7 separate regions of the Mus musculus genome follow, and all the other regions are linked to region 1. The links are chromatin contacts, called in public Hi-C, HiCAR-type, HiChIP or PLAC-seq and promoter capture Hi-C maps. All regions are on one chromosome and are shown on one strand. The core of a region is the stretch at or near the end of the contact, and the rest is flanking DNA. Distances in the headings are between cores, read along the strand shown.

What was found. A called contact is a pair of places that touch in the nucleus more often than the background predicts. HiCAR-type assays count read pairs that join an accessible place to other places. HiChIP or PLAC-seq counts read pairs in DNA pulled down with a chosen protein or histone mark. Capture Hi-C pulls out chosen DNA fragments and counts their contacts.
Region 2: a contact with region 1 is called in an H3K27ac HiChIP or PLAC-seq map of embryonic stem cells, with 5 read pairs. The contact joins the promoter of Pfkl here to the promoter of Polrmt in region 1. A contact is called at or near these places in 1 of 39 promoter capture datasets (liver) and 1 of 115 datasets of contacts at active chromatin or transcription factors (embryonic stem cells).
Region 3: a contact with region 1 is called in a HiCAR-type map of astrocytes, with 6 times the contacts expected there. The contact joins the promoter of Fzr1 here to the promoter of Polrmt in region 1. A contact is called at or near these places in 4 of 39 promoter capture datasets (hippocampal neurons, liver and pre-B cells), 2 of 115 datasets of contacts at active chromatin or transcription factors (astrocytes and embryonic stem cells) and 3 of 9 other capture datasets (liver, macrophages and pancreatic islet).
Region 4: a promoter capture Hi-C map of adipose tissue shows a contact between it and region 1, with 6 times the contacts expected there. The contact joins the promoter of Hmg20b here to the promoter of Polrmt in region 1. A contact is called at or near these places in 2 of 39 promoter capture datasets (liver and pre-B cells), 1 of 484 Hi-C or Micro-C datasets (B cells), 4 of 115 datasets of contacts at active chromatin or transcription factors (bone marrow-derived dendritic cells, embryonic stem cells, fetal liver and 1 more) and 2 of 9 other capture datasets (adipose tissue and liver).
Region 5: a contact with region 1 is called in a Hi-C map of B cells, with 5 read pairs. The contact joins the promoter of Pwp2 here to the promoter of Polrmt in region 1. A contact is called at or near these places in 2 of 39 promoter capture datasets (hippocampal neurons and liver) and 1 of 484 Hi-C or Micro-C datasets (B cells).
Region 6: a contact with region 1 is called in a Hi-C map of B cells, with 6 read pairs. The contact joins the promoter of Dapk3 here to the promoter of Polrmt in region 1. A contact is called at or near these places in 1 of 39 promoter capture datasets (embryonic stem cells), 1 of 484 Hi-C or Micro-C datasets (B cells) and 1 of 115 datasets of contacts at active chromatin or transcription factors (pancreatic cancer cells).
Region 7: a contact with region 1 is called in an H3K4me3 HiChIP or PLAC-seq map of stem cell-derived neural progenitor cells, with 3 times the contacts expected there. The contact joins the promoter of Rrp1 here to the promoter of Polrmt in region 1. A contact is called at or near these places in 1 of 39 promoter capture datasets (hippocampal neurons) and 3 of 115 datasets of contacts at active chromatin or transcription factors (embryonic stem cells, large pre-B cells and stem cell-derived neural progenitor cells).

The regions. Positions count from the first base shown.
Region 1 is chr10:79,745,207-79,748,182 of GRCm38.p6, forward strand. Polrmt (polymerase (RNA) mitochondrial (DNA directed)) reads right to left here and starts at 1,375. Exons shown (of 21, transcript NM_172551.3): 1 at 1,259-1,375; 2 at 468-566. The coding sequence starts at 1,346.
Region 2 is chr10:78,008,238-78,011,213 of GRCm38.p6, forward strand. It overlaps Pfkl (phosphofructokinase, liver, B-type), which reads right to left and starts at 1,570. Exons shown (of 22, transcript NM_008826.5): 1 at 1,362-1,570. The coding sequence starts at 1,446.
Region 3 is chr10:81,376,804-81,379,779 of GRCm38.p6, forward strand. It overlaps Fzr1 (fizzy and cell division cycle 20 related 1), which reads right to left and starts at 1,567. Exons shown (of 14, transcript NM_019757.1): 1 at 1,467-1,567.
Region 4 is chr10:81,348,982-81,351,957 of GRCm38.p6, forward strand. Hmg20b (high mobility group 20B) reads right to left here and starts at 1,446. Exons shown (of 9, transcript NM_010440.3): 1 at 1,153-1,446; 2 at 399-507; 3 at 1-108. The coding sequence starts at 1,190.
Region 5 is chr10:78,183,755-78,186,730 of GRCm38.p6, forward strand. It overlaps Pwp2 (PWP2 periodic tryptophan protein homolog (yeast)), which reads right to left and starts at 1,395. Exons shown (of 21, transcript NM_029546.2): 1 at 1,317-1,395; 2 at 304-416. The coding sequence starts at 1,334. It overlaps Trappc10 (trafficking protein particle complex 10), which reads right to left. Exons shown (of 23, transcript NM_001081055.2): 23 at 1,668-2,976.
Region 6 is chr10:81,181,590-81,184,565 of GRCm38.p6, forward strand. Dapk3 (death-associated protein kinase 3) reads left to right here and starts at 1,418. Exons shown (of 9, transcript NM_001190474.1): 1 at 1,418-1,507; 2 at 2,387-2,486. The coding sequence starts at 1,495. Eef2 (eukaryotic translation elongation factor 2) reads left to right here. Exons shown (of 14, transcript NM_007907.2): 13 at 1-36; 14 at 300-920. The coding sequence ends at 493.
Region 7 is chr10:78,411,634-78,414,609 of GRCm38.p6, forward strand. It overlaps Rrp1 (ribosomal RNA processing 1 homolog (S. cerevisiae)), which reads right to left and starts at 1,410. Exons shown (of 13, transcript NM_010925.2): 1 at 1,187-1,410. The coding sequence starts at 1,319.

The DNA of each region.
Region 1 (2,976 bases), core at 125-2,624:
GAGAAACCCTGTCTCGAAAAACCAAGAAAGAAAAAAGAGAGAAAGAGAGAAGGGAGGAATGAGGAGAGAAAGAAAGAAAGAGGAAGGAAGGAAGGAAGACAGACAGGCAGGCCTGGCAGACAGGCTGGATTCCAGCTGCACCTCGACTCTGCAGGACTAAAACTGGAGACTTCTATGTCAGCATTCCAACAATGCAAATCCGGTATTGTTCAGGTGTATTTGGGGCCTCCACTGTCTTCCTAGAAGTGAGAGCCCCAGGTGGGAATCTGGAACTCAGGGAATGGAATTACAGCAGCTCCCAGAACCAGCACAAGAGGACCCACAGGACCACAGACAGGCCAGCCAGACAACACTGCTCAGTGGACTCTGGACCCCATTTTACATACTCCCTTGGAGTGGTCAGGTACAACGCAGAGCACACTCCCTCAAGGCTTCACTGTGGAGAAGGACTTAGGACACCAACTTACCTTCCAGCAGTTCAGCATGGCCCCACTCCCTCAGGACATGTTGCTCACGGGGACTGGCAGCGGAGCTCCTTCTTGAGCTGCAGAAGCCACCAAAAGTCCCTAGAAAGAGACATGAAGAATAAGAACACAGAAACCATCCTATCAAGTGGACACCGTGGCATGCACACTTATTACCCCAGGTCTCTGGAGGCTGAGGTGGGAGGGTCTCCAATTGGATTCCAGCCTGGGCTACAAAGGAAGTTCTAGGTTAAGCTAGTGTGAGTTCCTGCCTCAAACTTACGTCATGCCCAGAAAGAAATGGATCAAAAGACAAGGACTGCCAGGCATGGGATCTCAGAACTCAGGAGGTTGAAGCAGTAGGACCTGAGTTCAAATAAAGCATCCAGCATGAACCACATGGAAACACCATGGCTCAAAAAAAAAAAAAAAAAAAAAAAAAAAACACGCCCCGCCCACAAATAAATCCAGACCCAGAAAAAGACCAACTTCAAGGGCAGAACAGGCCAAAGCTATAAGGATCGGGGTGCAGGATCCAGCAAGAAGTACTCCTAACTAAAAGTAGCCAAAGGTCAATGCCAATATCCGTAAGTCCCCAACAGTGGGTCAGAGACATGGAAAAGCGAGCAACAATCAAAAGTCAAAGTGCCCTGCGGACCTAGAGAGACGTTGCCAACTAGTGCCCAGCTAAATGGGTCCCCAGAAACTCCTCCATAGGTCAAAGAACAAAGGTTGAAGGTGACCGGGATCCTAAGGAAGGGAAGATTATAGTCCTGGATCCGACACTCCTTTACCTTCCTCCGAAGGCGGGCGGTGGGGCCCAGGGGAGCGCAGAACCCGGCCAAGCCCGGCTGCGCTTCGGGTCCACCGGAGCGCCGACATGCCGCCTGCTGCCCGCAGTGCGCACGCGCACGCGCCGCCTGCAGGGAGCTGTAGTTCTGCGACTGCCGGAAGCGCTCTTAGGGTCTGTCCTGTGAGAGGAGTCGAAGGAGAACTACAACTCCCAAGAGGCAGCGGGCAGCGTGGCGGCAAGAGAGCATGCGCAGAAATACTCTTCTGATTCGTTCTTTTCATATCCAAGTTCCCTCTTTAGTTTTTATATTTTTTTGTTCTTTGATTGACTGGTTTCTGCTTTATTTTATTTGTTCATATATATGTGCGTAACATTTACATATGTGTATATATTATGTACTATATGCACATTTTTGGCACAAAGTCTCACTATTTAACCATGAATGTCCTGGAATTTAACAGGATTCCCTTGAACTCAACAGATATCCTCCTTATACTCCTGCTCTGCCACCCAGTACTGGGACTATAGTCGTGCGCCACCACGCCCAGTCCCTACCCTATTTGTTTCTCCTCCTCTTCCTCCTCCTCCTCTCTGCCTCTCTCTGTCTCTGTCTCTCTGTATGTATATGTGTTTGTGCAAATGGAATCAGGGCCGTAGAAAGATGGAAAAGACGTGTAAATAGTACCACATCGCGATTTCATTCATCCATCCATCCATTCATTCATTCACATTCACAGAGTCCCATGTAGCTCATGTTAGCTTCCAATTTACATGTATGAGAACTAATCTGGAAAGCCTGACCTTGCTGTCTTCTCCTTCCCAGTGTTGGACTAAGGGATCTATCTACACGTAGCCCAGGTTGGTTTCAAACTTCTAATGTGGCCAAAGATGACAGTGAATTCCTGATCCTCCTGCCTCCTAGCTCAGGAAGTGCCGGATGACAGATATGTGCTATCACGCACCAGCATTTTATATTTGAGACAGAATCTCACTAAATTTTCCAGGCTAATTCTGTAGCTCAGACAGTACCCTCCTGAGAAGACAGGACCTGGGCTCATTTTCTCAGTACTAGGGCTTCTACTGTCTGGAGCGCATCAGTGAGAGCTTTGGGTTTATAATCCCAGCCCTCTGGAGGTAAAGGCAGGCGGATTCAAATTTAAGCACATAAAATGCACATAAAACCTTGTCTCAATCAGGCAGTCGGGCAAGCAAACGGACAGATAAACAGACACACACACAAACTCAGAGCTGGGTGTGGTGGCACACACCGTTTTTGCTTTTGTTTTTGTTTTTTTAAAGATTTATTTATTTTATGTATCTGAGTACACTATCTCTGTCTACCAGAAGAGGGCATTGAATTCCATTACAGATGGTTGTGAGCCACCATGTGGTTGCTGGGAAATGAACTCAGGACCACTGGAAGGTCAGTCAGTGCTCTTAACCCCAGGTGGCACACACCTTTAATCCCAGCACTTGGGAGGCAGAGGCAGGCAGATTTCTGAGTTCTAGGCCGGCCTGGTCTACAGAGTGAGTTCCAGGACAGCCAGGGGCTACGCAGAGAAACCCTGTCTCGAAAACAAACAAACAAACAAACCCCAATTAAATAAATAAATATCCTAAAGTCTAGTTGGAGCTGGAGAGATGGCTAATTGGTTTAAAGCATTAGCTGTTCTTCCAGAGGACCCATTCAATTCCCAGCATACACACAGCAGATCAGAA
Region 2 (2,976 bases), core at 320-2,819, 1.7 Mb before region 1:
AGCTGCCTCTCACAGAAGGCAGCAGAAGTCCTCGCGCAGAGACCACTCAATATTACCATCCCTCAGACACTGGGGCCTCCCTTGCTCAGACAGGAGCCTGAGGTGGATAGCCTATCTATGCCTGCCAGAGGCAGGAGCCCTACAAATGGGACTCAGGACTCTGCTGGCCTCACTGAAATGCCTATCTAATGGGTGATGTGGGCCTAGTCAGGGCCTCTCTTGTGGTCCACTACCATGGGTGATTCTTCCACAGGTCCCCGGCCCAGTCTCAGTGACAGCACTGGGATGTACAAGCTGAAACAGCCCTGAAAAAGGGTATGCTGACTGCCAGCCTAGACCAGGCCCAGGGGACCCAACAGAGATTTGAGATTTCCAGCATTATGGGAGTCAGAGTGACATTTTTTCCTGCCTTCCTGGACTTGCAATCATGCTTGTAAGATGTATCTATCCTGTGTTGTTCCTACCGATCTCTTAGGTAAGGGCTGGGCAGTCAGGAACCCCGCTTAGGAGCATGTGTGTCTGTATTTCCTGAAATGTTTGGAAGGAAATGGCGAAGCTCAACTGCAGTGCTCAGGGAAGCCAAGCCCCTTGAAGCTCCACGTGTCTTCCTCAGCCCCCAACTGGGTAGTATTTCTTTTCAGCCGGACCCAACTAGAGCCACAGACTTCGCACATCAGCAGTCAGCCTGGAACCAGGCCACCAAGAGAGGGGCTGAGAAGAGGGCAGATCCTCCCAAGCCCAGACTTTTCCCTAGCCTTACCAGGCCGAGAAGAGGCTGTGCACCCTCAACTATTAGCCCTGTGGTGCTTGCCCTGTTACACCGGTAAAAAAATACCCCCGCTCCACGCCCTCTGTTCTCCACTTAAGTCTCCATCCAAGGGACAGGAAGCAGCCCAGGCAAAGGCGTGTGGGCAAGCCTGCCTCAGTCTCACCCCATCCCAGTACAGAGAAGGTAGGAATCACAGGCTGCACGGGGGAGGGTACAGGGTCCCTGATCCTTTCAAATTCCGGCCTGTGAAACTTGGCCGGCTGTGCTTCTCTTAGAGGTCCTGACACGTGTGGCCTAGAAAGGAATAGCCCGGTGCCCTAAGTCTGCGTGCTGCGCGGACACACCCCCAAACCGGGCGGACCTAGGCAGCGCGAGGGCGGGGCGTGCCAAGGCCCGTGGCCTGCAGCACGTACGCCAGCTACCCGGGGCGGAGCTTGGGGACAGGGACCTGAAGCCACGGTGCTCCACAGGAGATTGGCTGGCCAAGTACACCCCAGATCCCTAGGCGAGGGGCAGTGGACAAGCCCGAAGGGTTCCGAGGACAGGCAGAAACCCCAGATCCATCCCTAAACACGCCCCCGCGTCCCATCACCTTGCGCATCACCGCCGCTGGTCAGCACTCCAATGGCCTTGCCAGCCCCCGACATCCGCAGTTTCTCCAGGTCCACGGTAGCCATGGCGGCAGCGGAGACCAGGAGCCCAAGCTCCTCTCCCGCCGCTCTGCGTTCCGCGCCGCTGTCGCCTGTCCCCGCCCCGTGCGCCTGCCTGTGTACCCGGTTTGTCCCGCCCCGCCCCGGCTCCGCCCCCAGTATAACGTTTGACTGACAGGCTCGGGGACCTGGTCGCCCCTCTAGTGGCTGCTGGAGAAGGTAGCTGCGCTAAGAAAGGCGGAGCGCACGCCAGTCTACAAATGTCTGCGCAGCGGTTCCGGAACCCTGGTTCCCCAGGCCCGCCACCGAACTCCCCAGGTACCCAGCAGCTAGGATCAACGTCCTCACCAAATGAAGTTCACAACCTGAGCCTGACTGAAGTTTCTGGGCAAGTGGAGTTCATGCTACAGCAAGCTGATTTTACATCTGTCCAGGCGCTGTTAAAGGAAACCTGTAGCCAAGTCTCACGGGCATTTTAAATCCCACTTGGCCAGCATCCGGGGATGCAGGTGTGGCTTGGGTGAGAATTCCTAAGCCGCTCCTTGAGTTGATTTAGGCTTGCAACAGTCTCCTTCGAGCCGAAGTTAAAAAAAAAAAGGAAAAGGAAAAAAGCCAAACAAACAAAAAAAGGAGAAAGAAAGAAAGAAAGAAAGAAAGAAAGAAAGAAAGAAAGAAAGAAAGAAAGAAGGAAAGAGAGAGAGAAAGAAAGAAAGAAAGAAAGAAAGAGAGAAAGAAAAAGAGAAAGAAAGAAAGGGAGAAAGGGAGAAAGAGAGCAAAAGAAAACATAGGAAAGCTGCAGTTGTATCTGAGACGATAGCCACGATTCGTCCCATCGCGACTGCTGAATGTAGTTGGGGATTTGGAAAGAGAAACACTTAGCGTAGCATTTTTACTTCAGGGTGATTTGCTAAACCTGCCGCTTCTCTCAACTCTCACAGCTCCTGGTTCAGGCGAGTGGCCTTTGCCTGAGCACAAAGTGGGGAACCAGCCCCTCAGGATTGGTTAGAGGGATTCGAAGCTGGTGGAGCAATGGTCAGATCCAGGACTCTCAAGGAAAGCTACCCACAGTCCAGAGCGCTGGATCTGGGCTGCCATGGTAGGGCTGTCCTGCAGAGATGAGGGTACCCCATCTGACCCTGACAGTTTGTTGATTTTTGCCTGGTTTTGCTAAATTCTTTAAGAGCTATTTTTATTGTCTGGCAGTGGTGACACACGCTTTTAATCCCAGCATTCAGGAAGCAGAGACAGGCAGATCTTTGAAGGTCAGTTTGGTCGATAGAGCAAATTTCAGGACAGCCAAGGCTATACAAAGAAACCAAGAACAGGGATAAAAGGAATAAAGGAAAGAAGGAAGGGGCGGTCCGTTTAACTCAAATTCTAAGAACATAACAGGGCTTTTGTTGGTGGGGAGTGGGGAGGTGTTTTGGCTGGAGATATGGCTCAGAGGTTAAGAGCACTGGCTGCTTTTCCAGAAGTCCTGAGTTCTAGTCCTGACAACCACATGGTAGCTCACAATCATCTGTAATGGGATCTGGTGCCCTCTTCGGGTCTGTAGGC
Region 3 (2,976 bases), core at 317-2,816, 1.6 Mb after region 1:
AGGAAATAAACCACACCAAGACTCCTCCAGTGCACACTTAGCTCCTGACCCTCTATCCGAAGGAAGCAAAGAGACCCTTGAACCACAAAACATGGGCTAAACTCCTCAAGTACCAAATCCACACTTGAGAACTCCATTAATCTTTACAACACATGCCATCCCAGCCCCATGAGAGCTAGAGCCACCAACTCCCTTTCTTTCTAAGCCCTGATCCCGAGAGCCAGAGGTGGTGTCTGTTCTGGGTGAATCTTCACTGGGGAATCACCCTCATTCAAACAGCAGGAAGGAGCTAGGACTGGGACTCAGCAGCCAGAGGAATGAGGTCATCTCTCAGACAGGACGGGTAGGGGGCGTGCTTCCCACCAGGTGTTCTCAACAAGGAGTGCATCCCACCAGGTGCTCTCAATTAGCAGAGAATTTAGGGGAGCGGGGTAGGAAGGTAATGCCTATACAGAGGTTGGTGTCAGGCTTACAGCTGGAGACAAGTGAAGTTGGTGGGGTGATTTAAGGGCTTTGTAGGGGACAATGGCTTTGGATCAGGGATAGAGGATGGAAGGACCTGGACTTGCATTTGAAGACACAGAGTGGAGGTTCAGATCTGAGAGGGTACGTGGTGGATTTGGGGACACAGAATGTCTGTGGTTTCTGGCCATGTCTCCCCTGAGATGAGACACCTGGTTGTTGGCTGAACCACTGGGTGTTTACGGCAAATTTAGTTCACAATCCTTCCCACCTGGGGAATGCCAGATTTGAGACTCCTGGACTCTGGAGGTTGACTCAGATCCCAGTTTGGATGTAGGGAGCATCTGAGGCAGGGGGATTTACATTTGGAAGTCAACAGGGTGCAGATGAATGGTTTGCAGTTGAGTCTTGAGTGATCAGCATGAGACAGAATGCTCTAAATTTAAGGGAACATAGCTCAAAAGAATACAGAGTGTTGGTGACAGGGCGAGGTCATTGGGGACAGACCGTCTGAGATCTGACTCAGGACCTCACCTGAATTGGGTGGTTTTGGTGGAAGTAGTAAAGGGTGACCTGAATTTGGGGGCGCAAGGAGCCTGACCTAGGGTTCTGAGCTGCAACATGTGGAATGCCTGGATTTGGACATTAGCCGTGCTCTGAACAAGGCTCTGGGCGATGATTGCTGTGATGGACAGAGCGAGGTCAAGGCGAGGTTGCCGGGTGAGGGGACTCAGGGTTGGGGTGACTCAGGGCCTCATCTGGGAAGCTGGTTTGCATTCTGGGGTTCGGGGGAACAAGACGGGTGGTGCCCTGGATTCGAGGGGAGCAACTATCAGAGCAGAGCTCTGGGGATGGAGGACTCTGACAGACTCAGAGAGCTGGCGGGGTCGGGGCCGGTACTGGAGGTCGCTGGGATGTGGGGTTCAGGATCAGGCCGCACTGGAGCCCCAGAGAAGGAAGGGGTCGGCTGGGGGGGCGGGTCCCCGAGTCACCCGTGTCCTCACCTGCCTCGCTCCGGTCGCCAGCCGGCACCCGCCGGTTCCCGCCGGTCCCAGGAACACGCCGCGCCTGTTCGAGGCCCCGCCGTTGCGACAGGCCCCGCCGCCGCTGCTCACGGGAATCCCCCGGCCTCCGCGGTAGCTAATATGGCGGAACTCAGTGGCAACCCGACTCCCTCCCCCAATCTGTCCCGCAGGCCGCGCGCGCGCCCGCGACCGGCCCCGCCGCCCAGCGCATCACCGCGCCTAGGCCACGCCCCCTAGGTCCTCCCCCCCAACGCCGCCAAGGTTTTCCGTGGGCAAGCCACGCCCTCAGCCACGCTCACGGCCCACACGCACGGATCTCTCCGCCAACCCCCTGTGGCCTGTGCTGAAGCCACGCCCCTCGAGTTACCAACGCCTCTCCTAGGCCACGCCCCCACACCGCCTCTTTCCCTGTCCCTTGCGGGCACGCCCCCTAGACACTCCCACTCTGTGCCGTGCTCGCGTCCACCCCAAACAGCTGCGCCTGCGCGCCCCAGCGCGGAGCAGCTCGGGAGTATGGGACGTCCTTCAGGATTTAAATCAATACAGGAAGCGAGACGGCACTTGTTGCCCGGGGCAACCGTGTTGGGATGAGCAGTCGGGGAAGACCACGGCTGAATGGGGGGGGGGGACGACTAGAACAGGAGTAACTAGGCGCGGAGGAAGGCGTGGCTCCTGTTTGTGGAAGAAGTGGGGCGCTTCCCCCTGAAGCTATGATTCACTCAACAGTTAAGTGACTACCCCACGGATGGCGCTCGGCGCGCGGACGCTGCTGGTTACTCACTGTGCGTTTATTGTTTTCAATTTTCGAGCTACCTTTTTCTCTCTAGCCAGGCTAGCCTCGAGCTGGAAGCAATTCTCCAGCCTCAACTTCTGCATTGTTAGAACGACTGTTAGACACCTGCCCCCCCAAAATATTTATCGTGTCCCTGAGTACTCACTCCCAGAAGCCCCAAGTGATGACAGCTGGAAATAAACCTCAAGAGGGTCCAGGTTCAAAACCATACATGTTGGGCCCATCACAATGGCTCAAAAGGTAGGGTGATTGCAGCTAAGCCAGCTGGAGCCCACCTTATACCCAGGATCACTTGGTAGAGGGCGAGAACCAACTCCTGCAAGGTGTAACTCTGACCATCCCATGGGCACACCTGTGCCAGCCCCTGGGTAAATGACACTAAACAAATTAAGAACACAGACTGTTCTTCCAAGAGGTCCTGAGTTCAATTCCCACATGGTGGCTCACAACCATCTGTAATGGGATCCGATGTCCTCTTCTGGTGTGTCTGAAGATAGCGACAGTGTACTTACATAAAACACGTAAATAAATCTTAAAAAACAAAACAAAACACCAAAAAAAAAAAAAAACCCAAATAGGGTTGGGTTTTGTTGTGTTGTTTGGCCTTCTGTTTGGTTTTTCGAGTTAGGGTCTCTTAGTGTAGCCCTGGCTGTCCTGGAACTTGCTGTGCAGACCAGGCTGGCATCAAACTCAGAG
Region 4 (2,976 bases), core at 196-2,695, 1.6 Mb after region 1:
CCGCCTCTCATTCAGGAAGCGAACATAGCCAGTGACGGGGGCCTTGGGCCCATTTGGGAGAATCTTCTTTCTTTTTTTGCCTTTGGGCCAGCCTCGCTTCTTCACTGGCTGCAGGAGGAGGCTGTGTCCTTGGGAGGGGCTCTGGGAAGTGTGGGTGGGGGTCTGGGGCATATGGGCGGGGCCTAGTCTAGTGGTAGGTCGGCAGATCAAGGGTCAGAACTCTAGAGAACCTACGGGTCCTGCACCAAGACAGCCTCCTAGGGGTGGGGCTGAAGCCACTGACAGGCTAGGCTGGGGTGTGGCCTCTTGCTAGGCAGTGGGAGGATCTTATAGTCTGGATTTGTGAGGTATGTGTTGCTGAGCCAGCGGCCGGCCAGGCTTTTCAGATGGGGACTCACCTCCTCCTCCTGGGGCCCCTTCTCTCCAGCTCGGGAACCCTCGCTGCGCTCCTGCTTGACAGCCACTACAAAGGCCCCGTGCTGGCCCGGAGTCTTGCCTCCCGCAGGTCTTGGGGACAATGGAAACCAGCGTCATCCATCAGTGCCAAAATCATTCCCCCATACCTACCCATCCCCTTCTTGTCATTGGAGATCACAGAAGTATGTGGGAGCACGCATGAGCCTGGAAAAAGGGGGTGGGGACCCAGAGTTTGAGGATCCAAGGATCACAGTAGGCCACTGGCGGGGTGGGGACGGAGGACGAGGTGAGTTGGTCCTGGGGCCTGGGAGGAAGATGAGATAGTGAGGAAGGCCATAGGGTGTCTTGGCAGTTCTACAGGGAGTACAGAAATCCCCGAAGGGTGACAGGACATGGTCAGAAGTTCCTGTAGTGGGGATAAGGTAGGTAGGGTATAGGGACAGGACAGGATCAGGGGTTCCCAAAACAGAGGTACACAGAGGTACCTGAGGATGAGACAGGGTATGTCCAGAGATCCCAGCGTGGACATGGTGTGTTTAGGGGTACCCGAGGGTGGATATAGGGAATGTTTAAGAGTTCCCAAGGATGCAGGACAGGACATGTCCAGGAGTACCCGGGGTGGAGACAGGGCATGACCCCTGGTACTCGAGATGGACACAAGGCATTTCCAGGGGTACCCGACGATGGGGACAGGGCTTATCCAGGGTCGGGACAGGCTGGGGGAGGCGCACTCACGCGGTGGCTGCGCCTGGCTGCCGGGGACCGTGGGACATGGCCACTCCGGGCGGGATCTGGAACAGAAGCCGGCAAAGGTCAGGGGGTCCTGCCTGCCACCTCGATGGGAACCGCAGGGCGATCCCCGGGGGGCCCGGACCGGGGAGGCGGATCCCGGGGCGGGGAGGTCCTCGGGCAGGAGGCCCCGCGATCCTTTGTTGCGAGATCGAGTCCCGGAGGCCGCGCCCCGCAGCCCCCGCCCCGCGCAGGCCCGGACTTCCCGGCTCTTTTCACCTCTGAAAAAACTTTCCCGGGACCTGAGACGCGGCGACGGTCCAACCAAGCGCCCGCGCCCGCTCCGCCCTCATGCTAATGAACCCAAGGATAGCGCTCTAATTGGCTGAGGCCTCCATGAGAGGTGGGGTCATGCAGATTAGTCTCGGCGCGCCGGGCGGTGGTTGGCTGAAGATCTGCGGAGCCGCGTGGGAGGTGCGTCGGCAGGTTGCGGGCGGGTGCGTCAAGTTCGGCTGCGCTCCGGCGCGCTCGGGACCAATCGGAGGCGACTGGCGGCGTGCTGTGGGGCGGAGCTCCTTAAAGGGCCAGTAGTCCCCATTCTGACCGGTGAGCTAGGGTGTGGAGATGGGGACCGGGGATATTCGGCAGAAGAGGCGTTTTTAGTAGGCTTCTAAGGAAGGAGTTAGGTTCCAAAGAGGCACCCCCCGCCCCTGCAGTACGGCCAGGTGTAGTTTTTCTTACTACGTTGAAAAAAAATGGGTCTGGTGAGATTGCACAGCACTTGAAGGTGCTCGCCACCTAGTGGACGACTTGCATTCGGAACCCACAAAGTGGAATGTGAGAATGGTTTTCCAGCAAGTTGTCCTCTGAACTCCACTGTGTGCTGTGCCATGTGCATCACACACAGACCTAAATCAATAAATGAACGTATGCTTTATAAACGGAGGACTGGGGAAATGACCACCAGGCACTGATTTCCCTTCCCGTGGAACCTTGATTTTACTCTCTGACCAAGGGGTACATTGAACCATAGGAGGAGTAACAGGCTGGGAGGCTGACACCTAGATCTGAGATAGAAGCTGGGCTAAGAGCATTTTCATTAAAAAAAAAAAAAAATCATTTTGAAGGTCAGTGCGGACTGACTCAGCAAGCCAAGGGGTTTACAGAGAAACCCAACAACTTGAATTTGATCCGCATTATCCAAATGGAAGAGACAGCACCACACATCTAGGTTGCCAAATGTGATTTTACTCCAGTCTTCTGTAACATCCCACAGTAAAAGAGAAACTGAGAGTTGGTTCTATGGTTAGGAGTGCCTGTTTCTTTTGCAGAGAACCTGGGTTCGATCCCCAGCACCCATTTGTCTGCTAAAAAGTATCTGTAACTGTCCCAGGAGACCTCTTTTTACCCTTTTGAGCATTAGGCAAGCAAACAGGCTTACATGCAGGGAAAATGCTCATAAACGTGAAATAATAGGTGTCAGATCTTGTTACAGATGATTGTGAACCACCATGTGGTTGCTGGGATTTGAACTCCGGACCTTTGGAAGAGCAGTCAGGTGCTCTTACCTACTGAGCCATCTCACCAGCCCAAATAAATCTTTTTAAAAACAAATGATTGAAGATATTGCTCAGTGGTTTAAATAAAACCTGCTGCTCTTCCAGTTCGATTCCTGGTAGCCACACTAAGGGCTGGGAGTGTGGTCAGAGTGGAGCCCCGCCCATAATTCCCCTGGAGGGGTTGGGGCAGGGTTAGGGTGTTTCCATCCCATCATGCACTGCGGTCGTGGGCTCAGTCCTCCCGTGCTGTTTGTAAACTGAAACTCTGTGA
Region 5 (2,976 bases), core at 145-2,644, 1.6 Mb before region 1:
ACCTGTCCTGGGGCCCTTAGAGCCGCCCCTCCCCCCACAGTAAGTGCTCACCTTTTGAGATAACCTTCCTATCTGCCACCACCCCTACTTGCTAGCCAACAGCCAAAAGGCACATGACTTTTCCTTTCCCTTTAAGAGTAATGCTGGTGTTCTAGATACTAGAATGAAAAACGAGGACCTCAGCAGGCAACTCTACCATGACCTGTGTCCTCCTAAATCCAGTAGTCCTGCAAGCCACAAAGAGGATGGCTAGCCTTCACACGGAGGATAACGTCCCTGCTAACATTGTCTCCCCATACTTACTTCTTAAGGTCAAACACAGTGACTCTATTTCCCACGGGGCTGATAACAGAATTTCCATCATGTGTGAAATTTAAGTTTCCACACCGATAAACCGTACCCAACAAATTCGAGAACTGCAAAGGAAATGAATCAGTTTTAACACAGAGAACACAGCGTCAGCTCTCTGAAATGGTGATGAGAGGCATCTGGGCATAGGTAGTAAAGTACCTGACCATAGGTGTGTCCTGCCCCTGGGCAGAGGAGGAACCCAACTTAATTCTCAGGAGCCCAGGGTTCCCTTGAATGGTACTATACTCCCAAGACAGGAAGCATTTGCCAGGCACAGAAGGGCACAGGATCTCCATTCTAAGAGAAGCTGCTTCAGTGAACAGGGCTGCAGGAGATGCTCACCACGCCCACCGTGCTAAGTATCAGTGCCCCGGTGTATCCATTCAGTTATCAAAGGCAAGCATCTCCATCCAGCAGACACAGCTGGGTGTAGAGACCCGAGCCTTGTGTTCTATGTCCACATAGAAACGGCACATAGGCAATTGGACAGATGTCCAAACACTGCAAAGCCCAGCAGAGCAGTAGGGTAGTTGCTTACTGGGATTGCCTGGGCTAACTAAGGCAGGAGTCGATCTGGGGTGTAGGTGGGCAGCTATGCAACGAGATAACACCAGGCAGAGCTAGGCTCCTAAGAGGTATGATCAGCAGAGGAGCGCTGTCGAGACTGCTCCAAGAACTGGCGGCCCTGTAGAGAGCTGGGTGTTGCTTGAAGTTTGTTGTTAAGAGCCTTTCAGCAGCTATTGCTGTGTTGTCTGGCAAGAGGAGTTTGGACAGGGCTGGGTACAGCCCGAGACCTGTTGGGTAGGAGCCCGGAGCTCCTGGTATAAACCAGGAGCAATAGATTGCGATGGGTCGACCCACTAGTGCTTCCCACAGGCAGCCGAGATGACAACGACCTCGGTCTCTCCCGCGTCCTCGGAACCTTCCATCGCCCTCCCGTTGCCCCTGCCCGGCCCGCCGCTCACCCGGTAAGCGAATTTCATCCTGGAACCACACGTGGGGTACCGTACTGCAACCACTTCCGGAATACAAACAATCTCCGGCGCTTAAAACGCGCACTTCCGGGGCGGAGCCGCAACCCTAGTGTCCTGGGAAGCCCCGCCCGTCCCTCCCTCACCCCCACTCCCGCCACCACCCTGCCTCTACGCAGGCGCTGCGTAGCGGTGAACTAGCTGAGACCGCTAGGACGGTGGAGAATGGAGCTAAGTTCTAGGTCTCCATGCAGAGCCCAGTCCGGAGCTGAGAAAGCGAGCAAATCGTCACACACTCGCCTGTAACCGTGCAAAACAAAAACAAAAACCCAAGTTCAAACGGAGTTTCTTCTTAAAACGTGTATTTTTAGAATTTTAATGCTTACACTTTAAACGATCTTAGTACAGCGGCCTTACTCTGACATTATGTTACAGAACACTGTGAAAATGGAACCAACGCCTGCAGTGTCAAGGTGCGGCCGTCACCTTTCCTAGACCCCATCCCAGAGAACAAGAGCTGCCAACTCTCTTACAGAGAAAGGTGTCTTCATGAGAAATAACAGAACTACCAACATTTTAGATCTCCCCTTTGTTTTATTCTTAATATATATAATTAGAAAACCGTAGAGAACTCAGAAATATGAAACTCAGGGGGTGGGCGGTGAACTCAAGAGCCAGACTCCACTCTAAAGGACTACACACGGATGCGGGAGGCTAGCAGTGCCGGGTGGAAGCTTTTCTGCCAGGATCAAGTCTCAAAGACCTCCCCACACATGGACTTGACATCTGCAGGCCAACTGTCAAAGGTTTACCGAAAACAGAGTTCAGAGGGCTGTAGACATTCAGTAAGTACCAAGTTCTAATTTGCATACCCAGCTCCCCAAGTTTATTAGTTTTAAACTGCACATAAAATAGGTTTTCAGAGGGTTTTAAATAAATGTTTGTTTTTTTTTTGTTTTTTTTTTTTTTAAGGTTTATGTGAGTACACTGCCACTGTCTTCAGACACACTAGAAGAGGGCATCAGATCCCATTACATATGGTTATGAGCCACCATGTGGTTGCTGGGATTTGAACTCAGGACCTCTGGTAGAGCAGCCAATGCTCTTAACCACTGAGCCATCTCTCCAGCCCCAGTGTTTATTTTCTTTAAGCATTCCTCCAATTCCTGCAAATGAAAACCACTTGGTGGTGGTGTGTTGTGGGCGTCGTACTATCCTTTATTTACTGGCTGAGTTAAAAGCAAATACCCTGGGGCTGGAGAGATGGCTTAGCAGTTAAGAGCACTGAGTACTCTTCTGAAGGTCCTGAGTTCAAATCCCAGCAACCACATGGTGGCTCACAACCATCCGTAATGGGATCTGATGCCCTCTTCTGGAGTGTCTGAAGACAGCGACAGTGTACTTACATATAATAAATAAACAAATCTTAAAAAAAAAAAAAAGCAAATACACTGAATACTGAAAGTGTTGGCTTGGTTCTCCTGGTTCTCTCTGTGCCCCTGACTCTGGGCCCAAACATGGTCCCCAGGGGGCAGCGACTCCTGAAGAGGGCTCCCTCCTCTCCCAGCTTTCTACCTCAGGTCCCACTCACAGACACCACGCCAATAAGCCCAGAGCACTCTATCTCCTATATACAAAAATACATCACTTTGGA
Region 6 (2,976 bases), core at 168-2,667, 1.4 Mb after region 1:
TGGTCAAGGCATACCTGCCTGTCAATGAGTCCTTTGGTGAGTGTCTGGTCCCTGGGGTTTGCAGATAACCTGCAAGGCCTGTGTAATATAGCTGCGGGGTGCAGAACAGAAGCAGATTTCTGTCATCACGGCCAGCTTGCTTAAGGGTGCCAGGAAAGACAGAGCTACAAACTACACAGAGAAACCAAAACAAAGGACCCAGGAATCCCTCCTGGGAGGGGTGGCAAGACAGCTAAGCATGTCCCCCCCCCACCCCACCCCCCCAGGGAAGTCACCTGAGTCTCCTGTCTTCTGTCTAGGCTTCACCGCTGATCTGCGATCCAACACCGGCGGCCAGGCCTTCCCCCAGTGCGTGTTTGACCACTGGCAGATCCTGCCTGGGGATCCTTTTGACAACAGCAGCCGCCCCAGCCAAGTGGTAGCTGAGACGCGCAAGCGCAAGGGCCTGAAAGAGGGCATCCCAGCGCTGGACAACTTCCTGGACAAACTGTAGGCAGCCTGATACTGCCACATGCTGCACAGTGCCCACCCATCAGAAGACACCTTGAGACTGTCCCACAGTGCTCCTCTAGAGGCTGCTGGGGCCACCCTGACATCACTCAGCACTCACTTGCTACCAATTCTATTTATTTCGGAATTACAAGATAGCGGGAATCTCTCTGCAGGCTGGACTGGCAGGCTGTGGGGTGGGCGGGACACGGCTCTTAACATTTTCAGAGGGAAACGCGCAGATGTCCAAAAGTCTAAATAAATGCATTCAGAGGTTTTTGGGGTCCATGGCCAAGTGGAGTTCCCCCAGAGGGGGAGGTGGGGTAAGTGCCTCCAGGAAGGCAGGCAGCCTGCCTTAGACTTGCAGCCCGGCTGTGGGAATGAATCATTGGAGTAATAAACTACAGTGGTTGATCCACATGTGCTCGCAACTCTGTTTTGTACAGCGCACGCTTTCCTGGTTTTCAGGGTATCTGGCTACCCTTAGGTGGCCTGCGGTGATTCACACATAACACACACACTGCACCCCGTGCGACAGAATGGGTTTTATTGTGAGTTCACAGTACTGCCTCAGTCCATTCCACAAACTTGAATCACTCCATAGACCTGCACATCAGGGGTTTGGTCTGCGCATACCCGGCTCCAGGTTATTGGCTTTCAGCCTCTCGCGTTAGCCAATCATCAGCCAGGAGCCCAATAATGATGTGCTCCACAAGGGCGGTGTCGAGCCTTCCTGTGAATCTGTCAGGCTGGCCAATGAGCACTGGACTCTCGCCTAGCCTTGGGTGATGACGTCACTAGTCAACGTCCGCTTCCGCTGAGAGGTCAGATGCTAACCAATGAGCGTGTGCATTCAATTTCCGGTTAAAGTCGTAGTCCAATGAGCGCTGGTTTTCGGGTTTTGCGGAGGTGTGCCCCTGCGCTGTCAGCGCATGCGTAGATGCCGTCTCAGGATTTGTACCGGAGGTTCTCGCGGGGGCCTCGCTGGCACCGGGCGGGGACTCGATGGCTGAGGACGGTACGAATGGGCCGGGTCCGGGACGTTGTGTTGGGACCCAAGGGACACGCGACGAGGGCGGGAGCGAGGGGAGGGAACCCGCGAGGGGCATGGCTTTCTCCAATCTCGAGGGGTGGACCTCTAGGAATAGCAACACTGCTGCGCATGTGTCAGGTTTCCGGCGACACCCCTGAGTTCCGGGGTGCTGGTGGGCATGATTGACAGGTGAGGAAGCTAGGTAGGAATTTCAAGAGCCGGACGCTATGGAAGTGTTTCGAGTAGAGAACCCCACGCTGACTTGGAACTCTGTTTAATCCTCCAGCCTCAGCCTCTTGAGTGCTAGGGTAAAGGGCACCTGACACTGTATTGTGTTTTATAGTTTTGTACATATATATATATATATATATATATATATATATATATATACTGCTTGAGAGATGTTGTTCCGCTTCTTTTAGTTATATCTATGCTTGTTTCTGAGAGGGGTGTCACAGTGCCCGCAGGTACCTGAGGTTCCTGAAGAGAGCGTTAGAGGTCATCAGGCCTGGGAGTTAGAGATACTAGTGAGCACTGGAAACTGAACTTGGAGACTGTGCAAGTACAGCACCCACTCTTACCGTCTCAGCCATCTCTCCAGTCACTTGAGCTGGTCTCATGGAACTCAGGCTGGCTTGTAACTCACCAAGTATTTGAGTATGCTCTTGAACTCGTAGCCGTGCAGCCCTCCGCTCCCCAGTGTGGGGTGTCAGGTTTGCTCTACCATGACCAAATTGTGGGTAGAGGCTGTAGATGACCAAAGAAAATCTGGGGCAGGGGCATTGTGTGTCACATATGCTGGGGAAGCCTCTTGGGAGAAGTCGGATCCGTGATAAACATTTCCTGTTTCCTCTGTCCCTCCAGCTCCTGTGTCCCCAGAATCCTTCAGAAGGCCAGCCGCCATGTCCACATTCAGGCAAGAGGATGTTGAGGACCATTATGAGATGGGAGAGGAGCTTGGCAGGTGAGTGGCGTGGGAGGTGGGTGCCCTTCCTCTCCTCAGTGTCTTGAAGCAGTGGCCACAGAGTTTTCTGGTGGTACCACGCCAGACTTCAGGTTCCCAGATGACAGGGAACCTGAGTTCCTTTTCTCTCGTGTCCTCTGTGGAGAGAGACACAGAGACCTGTAGCTGCTGCCCCTGAGCCGGGGACAGTGCCTCGGAGCATTGTCTGCTATGGGATTGTTCTCAGCTCGGTTTCTTCTTTTCCCCCATGAGACAGAGTCTTACTATGTACTCCTGGCTGGTCTGGAACTTGCTCATCACAGAGATCCTCCTGCCTCTGCTTCCCAAGTGCTGGAGCTAAAGGATTGCACCACCACCCTGGCCTTGGCTGATTTTGATTTTGGTTTTTTAAAGGCAGGCTCTCATGTCCCCCAGATTGGCCTTGAACTTCTTTTATGTAATTACTATATTTTGTGTGCATATGTGTCTTAGTCACAGCACAGCTTCCTGG
Region 7 (2,976 bases), core at 160-2,659, 1.3 Mb before region 1:
TCTTCCAAAGGTCCTGAGTTCAAATCCCAGCAACCACACGGTAGGTTACAACCATCCTAATGAGATCTGATGCCCTCTTCTAGGGTGTCTGAAAACAGCTACAGTGTACTTATTTATAATAATAAATAAATCTTTGGGCCAGACGGAACAGGGACTGAGCGAGCTGGGCTGACCTCAGTGAGTGGGGCCAACTGGAACGAGCAGAGGTCCTAAATTCAATTCCCAACAACCACATGAAGGCTCACAACCATCTGTACAGCTAGCTACAGTGTACTCATATACATTAAATAAATAAATAAACCTTAAAAAAATATGATTGGGCAGCCAGCCCCGCCCTCAAAACATTCTCCAACAGAACTGCCATAACGGTGCCTGGAGGAGCCCCTCCCCCCAACCCTCCAGTAACTCCATGCACCAGCAAGCAGGTATCAGTCCCATAGAGTTAAAGAAACCCAACACTTTCGGGACCGGGAGATGGCCCATTGTTAATGCAGTGATTAATTAAGCCAGTGTCAGACCAAGGAACTGTAGCTATACTATGACATTTCGGAGATTAAATGGTGAAAGTTATTCATTCCGGCTAGCAAAGGACATCACCACCATTTAGCGAGGCGCATCCCCCAAGTTGGGGTGCTCTGACTAGAGCGTGAAAAACTGCGCTGAGACACTTCCCAAAGCATACAGCCATGACCTCGGCCAAACCACCGCTCAGGGAATCTATAATTTGCATCCGCGGAGGGATATCCAAAAGCAAAGGACATCGCCACCATTTGGCGAAGCGCATTCCCCAAGCTGGGGTTCTCTGACTAGAGCGTGGAAAACTGCCTTGAGACACTTCCCAAAGCATACAGCCGTGACCTCGGCCAAACCACTGCTCAGGGAATCTATAATTTGCATCTGCGGAGGGATATCCAAGAGACGCGGAGGCTGCTGAAAGGGGTCGCTCACTGAGGACCAGAAGCACAGAAACCGCTCTGCAAAAGGACATCCTGGGAACGGGGTGTCGAGAACACACCTTTAAGAACACGGGACACCAGTAAAGGCCGGCGGAAGAGCACCAGCAAGCTACAGAAGGAAGAAAAGCGGGCAGACCGATCGGGTCAGCCTAAGCCAGTAGAACAGCAGACGAAGGCCGGATCCTGCGGGGCCCACGCAGCGGAGCTCGCCTGCCCTCCCGCCCGCGTACCTGTCGCCCGCTGCGACCTGGCCTCGATGTACTTCCGCAGCTTCCGCAACGCGCGGTCCCGCGTCACCTGTTCATTGCCCGCCAGGCGCTGCGCCAGCTGGATCTCCGGCGGGAGCGGCACTCCGGGAACCATGGTGAGGAGAACCCTGAGACCACGCACTCGACGCTTCCGCTGGGGCGCTCGAGTGACGACACGCGCTCGTCACCACTGAACGTCACACTGAGGCGACACAACCCAGCTAGACGTCAAACGTCCTGGACGATGCTGGCGTACGCTACCGCCTCTCAGTGGCCGAGAGGCGCAACTGCACCCTGCAGGGAGGAGGATGGTCTGGTGTAAGCCTAGGGCATCTCTGATTCTTGAAAAGGTTAAAGCATTGTCTTGGGTTCGCCCTCCTCTTTACTGCAGCAGGAGTGGCTGTATTACAAGAAGATCGTGATGTGGCCCAGCTTGTCCTCAACTGTAACACTTAGCAGGACTGCGTGGAGCTGCCCTTGGCTCAGCATCCTGAGCCATGTTGGGGTGTGGGGTGTGGGTGGGGGGAGGTTGGGTGTGTGCATGAACCCTGCAACGCCGAGAACTACGAGCTTTACCCGAAACACTTTACCTGATCCCTAACACCTTAGTCCTCAGGGAAATCCACCCCACCAAGCCTCTTGTAGAGCATCCACTTTCCTGGAAAGAGAAAAGCAAGAAGGCTGTCAGGATCCAGATTATGGGACAGGGTGCAGGTACCTATCATGAAGGTAGGCAGGCAAATACACTATAGAAAGCACAGTGAGTGTGCAAAACTTGAGTGTGCCCTGGTTCATGAAATGTGTGGTGACAATCGTTTGGGACACTATTGGGAAAATTTTTCCATATAGCCCAAGAGCTGAAATGTCAAATTAGAATACAAAACAATTACAGGTTTCATTGGTGTGCCCAAGACCACCAGAAGTCTGATGACTTGCTGGGGGAAATTTCCAAGACCAGTGGACGTTTGGACTTAGTGGTACCATAACATTGCCAGTTCGTTGCTACACCATAGGCCAGCTAAGCCCAGGATTAAAGTGTCAGGCAAGGAAGGTGGCTGTATTTGAAAAGCTAGATGCTGGAAAAAATGGGAGGGATGGTTGTTGAAAGTCTGACTGAAGAGGAATAAGCAACTGGGGTGGGAGAGGGCATGTCTAAGCACTATTACAGGAACATAGACAATTCTGTATTTTCTATAACATCAGAATTTACTGAATAACAAAAAATTTGATAGACTACATCAATGTTATGGCCACGCTTTTTAAAGTCAACCCAGTTTCTTTGACTTAGGCAAGCTATCTCTTGTTGCTGTTGTTTTATTTATATGAGTACGCAGTTACTGTCTTCGGACACACCAGAAGAGGGCATTAGATCCCATTACAGATGGTTGTGAGCCACTGTGTGGTTGCTGGGAATTGAACTCAGGACCTCTGAAAGACCAATCGGTGCTCTTAACCGCTGAGCCATCTCTCCAGCCCTAGGCAAGCTATCTTAAACTACTAATATTAATGGTCAGACTCTACTTACACATCACACAGTAAATATATCCACCTATACATATGTGTATATGCCAAGTCCTGCTAGGCTTGAGTACTGAAACCCCAACTGGGAGAAGTAAAGAAATACAGGACAGACACACAGACAGAAAAGGTGGGCTCAGCTTAGGTGTGAGCACTCTGATTGGGACACTCACTACCATTGCAACTTGGAACCTCAGGTTGTTTATTATGTACCAACTAGGAGGAGGAGGATCTGGTCCTAAACATCCAGTCAT